2 separate regions of the Sus scrofa genome follow, and region 1 is linked to region 2. A link is a contact called in public Hi-C data. All regions are on one chromosome and are shown on one strand. Each heading gives the region's core, a stretch centred on a gene start, on an enhancer-like site or on the middle of the called end of the contact. The rest is flanking DNA. Distances are from core to core; before and after follow the strand shown.

The links. Hi-C and Micro-C count contacts between places; a contact is called where the count stands out from the background.
Region 1: a Hi-C map of liver shows a contact between it and region 2, with 1.7 times the contacts expected there. The contact joins two enhancer-like sites. A contact is called at or near these places in 3 of 47 Hi-C or Micro-C datasets (alveolar macrophages, embryonic fibroblasts and liver).

What each region holds. Positions count from the first base shown.
Region 1 is chr14:134,310,252-134,313,502 of Sscrofa11.1, reverse strand. It overlaps ZRANB1 (ubiquitin thioesterase ZRANB1), which reads right to left. Exons shown (of 10, transcript XM_013983854.2): 5 at 1,075-1,146; 6 at 383-581. Among named protein-coding and RNA genes, the nearest start is that of ZRANB1, 58 kb to the right of the region's middle. Within about 2 kb of position 1,737, at least 1 of the 83 cell types and tissues checked has an H3K27ac peak or open chromatin away from gene starts, as enhancers often do. A contact at or near this core is called in liver, where this site is marked.
Region 2 is chr14:133,917,823-133,920,763 of Sscrofa11.1, reverse strand. The region is part of intron 6 of LHPP (phospholysine phosphohistidine inorganic pyrophosphate phosphatase); the gene reads right to left. Among named protein-coding and RNA genes, the nearest start is that of TRNAE-UUC, 24 kb to the right of the region's middle. Within about 2 kb of position 1,658, at least 25 of the 83 cell types and tissues checked have an H3K27ac peak or open chromatin away from gene starts, as enhancers often do. A contact at or near this core is called in liver, where this site is marked.

The DNA of each region.
Region 1 (3,251 bases), core at 488-2,987, 390 kb before region 2:
ATTTTTAAAATATTTCTACAGATTTTGAAAATTTGCAAGATACAAAAATGTAGTTTTAAGACTACCTGTCTCGGGAAGAAAAACTTTTAGTACATTATTAACATAAGCTTTTAGAGTTGAACAAAAATATGAAATCATAGGTACTTTAAAACATGAGCAAAGACCTTGTTATATTTAAGGCTACAACTCCAAACATTTCTAATTCTACGCTTAGCAAAAAGAGGCAAAACCACTGAGATGTTCAAAGTGTCTCAATGTCTAAAACCAAAGAGCCCCCCCCAGCTTTCAAAGAAAACAGGACAGACAAAAAGCACCCCACCACTGCAAGGAAATGATTCAGCCAGCGCACGCCTGAATTTAAAAAGGGAGGATGGCAGCTCACCAATGTGAACAGTCATGCAGGCTGTCATGCAGGGCTTTCCGAAGCACCGAGTCCTTGTCATAAATGCCCCAGGTAGCTTGGAGAACTGAATCAAGTAAGCAGTCTCCTGCGGTTCGGTTCCAAAGTGCATAGAGTCTACTGTCCAAACGTGTAGCCAATTCCAAGGACCAATTTATAATTGGAGATTCTTCTTCTAACTCTATACAAGGAATTTAAATAACATGTTCATTTTCATGCCTCTGCAATTAAGAACTATTCAGTGGAAGAAAAAACCTATTCTCTAGATGTAAACAGGTTGATATGTAACTTAGTCATGAACACCTAAATATTTTTGATCAATTGAAATATAAACTGTGAGTAGCTGAAACAGTTCTAGAATAATTTACTCAACTTTTAAATTCTTTACATTTTCTAAAAATGTTTAATATGAAAATACACTCATTCTAGAAGGAAAACAGAAAACCAAGGTTTAAAATTTTTATCCCTTTTTTATTTGTTCGCTCTACTATAATTAAGAGCTGTGAATGAGAATTTTTAACAGCACAGTACGACACTGTGCTTAAAGACTTTAAATTTCTAATTTAGTAGAAATGAAATCCGTTGACCATACACCAAACTACTCTAAACCTTACAAAGCAAAAAGTTTACTGAAATGATAAAAGTTCAATTATACTCATTAATTCAATGCTTACCTTTTTGAACATCTCTATCAAGCACCTCATCAAATAATTTTTCTTGGACTGTTGGAGGCAAGTCTTCAATATCTATAAAGAAAAGCCAGATTTAAAAGATCTTTGTATATCTCACAACTTAAAAAATCTGATACCAGCATTTAACAGTAACTTCCTCTAAAATAGCTCCCTTTCTGCTGAACGCTGTCAAGTCACTTCTTTTAAAACACATGCATGTATGTATGGGGGGGGGAGTATTTCCCTTCTGTACTTTATCATCACAACAGTTAAGTATCTACAAATAATACAAATATTTGGACCAGTACTTATATTTAGCTCTCATCAAAAAGACATGGGATCCCAAATGCTGAGGAGAACATGGAGAAAAGGGAACCCTTAAGCATGGTTGGTGGGCATGTGAGCTGGTACAGCCACTGTGGAAAACAGCATGAAGGAGCCTCAAAAAATTAAACTATCATAAGATCCAGCAACCCCACTTTTGGGTATACAGCCAAAGGAAATGACAACAAGATATCAAAAAGCTATCTGTACCCCCATATTTGTTGCAGCGTCACTCCCAATAGCCAGTACACGGCAACAACCCAAGGGCCTATCAGGTGGAAGGCTACAAATGAGCAGGAGTGGTACAGCTATACAACCGGTCCTGTCCAACCAGGGCGACACAAGGAGGGACCTTGGAGATACGATGCCAAGTCAAATACGCTCGACAGAGGAAGACAAATAATTGCATGCTATCACTTCTATCTGGAATCTTGAAAAAAACAAAGTCAAACTCAGAGAACTAAAGAGCAGAAAAGGGGTTGCCAGGAGCAAGGCAGAGGGAGCAGGGGGGTAGGGGAACTGGTAAAAGAGAACGCACTCAAAGCTACATGATGAAGAAGGCTTGGGATTTAATGCGAAACAAGGTGACCAGTCAGTTATAACAGTGGACTGTACAAAAGTCACCAAGAGAACGGAAATGTTCTCACCCAAAATACAGACAGATGGAAAAACTGGGAGGTGAGGAATGCGAGGATTAACTAAACGGGGGAGAATCCATCCTTTCACAACGTATGTGTGAATCCAATCACCACAACGCACACGTTAAGTGTATTACAATTTCCTACGCCAATGATGACTCAATAAAGCTGAAATAAAAGAAAAGGGAACAGGACTATCCGATATTCGAGTTAAATAATAACAATAGACAAATTTTTGTCTGTCCTCTTCCCTTTACACTTTGAACCTCTGCTCAGGCCTAAAACCTCAGACCTCGGGTTCTTCCTGCAGAAGTGAAGGAACCGTTCATTCTGGCACACAGCTCTCTGTTTGTGCCGTCTTCTTCAAGTTCTCTATGTCCTGTTCAGTTTTCTAATTGAGTAGTCTGAGAAGCATTATTACTCTTACAAAACTGATTTAAACTGTATTACTATACTCAATTCAAAATAAAAATCTAATCACTTAGGGTAACAAGTTTAAATATATGCAGTGCATTTCAAATTAAATTTATATGATTTTAAAAGACTTAATTATTTCCTACCACTGTGTAAATATCTGTTTACATCTGAACATAAAAAAGCTTAAAACACTAAAAGCCAAAACATAAGTTTTATTTAGAAACTTTTGCCATTTGGTACATTCATTCAATGCCTTCCAACAAAAAAAACATCCTGGAAGATGTTTCCACTTGGCATGGAATTGAAAAATAAAAAGTTGCTTCACGGGAGTTCCTGTTGTGGTTCAGCAGGTTATGAACCCAACTAGCATCTATGAGGACTCAGGTTCGATCCCTGGCCTCGCTCAGCGGGTTAAGGATCCATCATTGCCATGAGCTTTGGTGTAGGACACAGACACGGCTCAGATCCTGTGTTGCTGTGGCTGCAGCGCAGGTCGGCAGATGCGGCTCCAATTCGACCCCTAGCCTAGGAACTTCCATATGCCGCATGGGCAGCCCGGAAAAATACCAAAAAAAAAAAAAGTTGCTTTGCAAATATCATAGACATTGATGTAATGAACGAAGAAAGTAATGACACTTCCAGCTGCTGTCTTCCTTTAGATCTGAAGTATTAGCTCATGCGTGGCCCTTGCACTAGTCACTTCCAGTAAAACAGGATAATTGAGTAATTTGAGATCCACATATAGTAGCTAAGTTATCCGTTTTCTAACACAGACATTTTCATTCAGACATTAAAAAACTA
Region 2 (2,941 bases), core at 409-2,908:
TGCCGCCTCCACTGGGGACAGACAGGGCCTCCCGCTCCTGGGAAGAATGCCCCCTGCCTGAATTTGCCAGAAGAAGGGTACACAGGGCCAGGCCTCAGCCCCCACAGAAGATGGAGAGAAGAAGGGGGGTTACGGTGCCTGGGGGTGGGAAGCATATACCCCCACCTGGCACTCAGCCACGGAGCCCTGCCTATGCCCCGAAGCCAGGCTGGGAGCCAGACTGCCACGGCCTCTCAGAATTTTTTTTTTCTTTTTAGGGCTGCACCTGTAGCTTAAGGAAGTTTCCCAGGCTAGGAGTGGAATCAGAGCTGCAGCTGCTGGCCTCCACCACAGCCACAGCAACTCGAGATCCAAGCCTACACCACAGCTCATGGCAAAGCCGGATCCTTAACCCACTGAGCAAGGTCAGCGATGGAACCCTCATCCTCATGGGTCTTGGTTGGGTTTGTTTCGCTGTGCCACGGCGGGAACTCCCCTGCCCCTAAGAATCCGGCCACAAGGGCTGGATGTTCCCAGGAGGAGACAGTGGCAAAAGCATCCAGCTGGGGAAGGAGCAGCCAGGCTCCGGCCCAGCCTCTGGCAAACCCCGCCAGGGGGCCCCAGGCAAGGCTCCAGCCGACTCAACTGGAAAGGCCTCTAGTCCGGGGGATGGGGGGTGGGGGCTGGGGGGAGCGAGCACTCTCTAGGTCTCCAGGACTTACTGGGACCAGGAAGACTGGCCATCAATGGTCACAGGGCTCCCGTGGAGTTGGGATGGGATTCCGAGGCGTCTGGAGCAGCAGTGGCCTCCTGGCTTCAGGCTGGAAGGTCCTGCCAGCAGGCTCAGTGCGTCACACATGCCAGAAAGGGCAGGTGGGAGGAACGCCCCAAAGGCCTCCACCTGCCAGCCAGGTGAGAGCCACACCCGCTGGCCTGGACTTCCAAGCAGAGCAAGGAATGAAAAGAAAGCTTTGTGTGGCTCTGTCCACAGCGGGCCTGCGGGGCCGGGCCGTGTCTGCAAGTGTCTGCCCGAGAGCCTCTCTGGCTCCAAAGGCCGGGGTTGCTGGAAGGGATCCAGCCCCTTCCTGCGAGGGGCCTGAGCCTTCCTGGTGGTCCTGGCGGGCAGGCCTGTGAAGCCCTCCTTCCCAAGCTCAGCCCCCGCCCCCCGCCCAGGGACCTCTCCCTACTATGACAATTGACCTTTTCCTCTGTGGGCCCTTGTGCAATAAAAGCAGGAGGAAGTGAGGGGAATGGAGGCACAGAAGGACACAGGGGGCCTCACAGCCATGGGCAAGTTCAAATCCCAACCCCAGCCATGCTGTGGCCTCAGACACACAATCTCGCATGTGTGTGTATACGCGCGTGCGTGTGCGTATGCTAGGAAGTGCTGGCCTGAGGGGCCTCGTGCAATGTTGGGGGGGAGGGCCCACATCGTCCCCTCCCACCTCCCGCTCTTTCCAGGGCCAGAGACAGGCAGCTCCCAAGTTGAGACTGGCACTTGGCTTGGCCTCCCCGTCCCGCCCTTGGCCTCGAGCCAGTGGAGAAGCCACGTGGCCAGATGGGAGTGCCAAGCTCCCTCACAGATCGGCTCGCTGCCACCTGTGCCCTGTGACAAGGCCAGCCTCCACCCACCTTGCTCCCCCAACTCAGTCAAGGGTAGAGAGACCAAGGCCACCAACAGAGGACAGGGTGCACAGGGCCTTCCAGTGCCCTGCTGACCCAGCCGGGGCCCTCGGCTCCTGCGAGGCCACTGGGAGCCACTCGGAGGAGAGACCCAGCAGGCGGGAGGCCACAGACCCTGCCCCTGCTCGGCTCGCGTCCGGTGCAGATACACGGGCCATGACGACCTTCAAACCCAAGGTCGCTGGCTCAGAAGGGGCCAGAGGGGTGGAGAGCTCCAGGGTCAGGCAGGGCAGCCCGAGAAAAAGGCGCTGGGTGCTGCCCGGGGGGCTGGAGGCAAGGACGCTGGCCTCCTCACACGGGTGCCAAAGTACCAAGGCCGTTCACTGGCCCCAACCCGGCGACATCTGCAGAGAGCACCGTGCAAAGTACCGAGAGTGCCATCTGCAGGGAGAAGGAGGTGGTGCAGGGGCCCCGCGGTCTGTCCACCAGAAATGCCCTAAGCCCTGATGCCAGCGCAGAGGCAAGTGAGAACTTTCTAGGAGTCACATGAACAAAAAGAAGAAGCAGCAGGTGGAGTTAACAGAAGACATCAGGACGGCAACATGTTAACTGGTATAAAACATCACCGATGAGCGTCTCACGTTGTTTCCCACTTAGTCTTTGGATGCTGATATGTACGAGCCCTTTTAGTCCATCTCGACTTGGACCAGCCGTGTTTCAAGTGTGCCCCTGCCACCTGCAGCTCATGGCTACCGCAGCAGACGGCACAGCTCTGGGGAGTGGCCAACGGCAGAGAGGGCATCTGCCTGTCTTGATGCGCACAGAGCCTGGCCTCCTGCCCCGCCTCGTGGCCTCCGGACCTGGTGGCTCCATTGCCACCCACCTGCACTGAGGCTCCTCCCCCCCCCCCACCTGCCAACAAGGGCAGAGTTATATCCTCATAAGGAACAAATCGGAAGGTCTGAAATGTTAAGTACCTCCAAGAAAAGACATCTTACGGCATCCTCGCCACTCAGGGCCAGGTGTGGCTGCCCCTGGAAGCCAGGTGACGTCGCCAATGGCACCAGCATCACCTCACCTTTGCTGAGGGCTCACTGGGCGCCACGCAGTCAACAGCACTTACCTGCAGCATCTTCTTAGGAATTTATAGTTATGAAGAACAGGTGGGGTTAGTAGATGCAAACTATGACATTCAGACTGGATAAGCAATGAGATCCTCCTGTGCAGCACAGGGAACTCTATCTAGTCTCTTGGGATAGAACGTGATAGAAGATAATAAGAAAAAACTGTGTGTATATACACACACACACACACATGCACATATCTGTATAACCGGGTC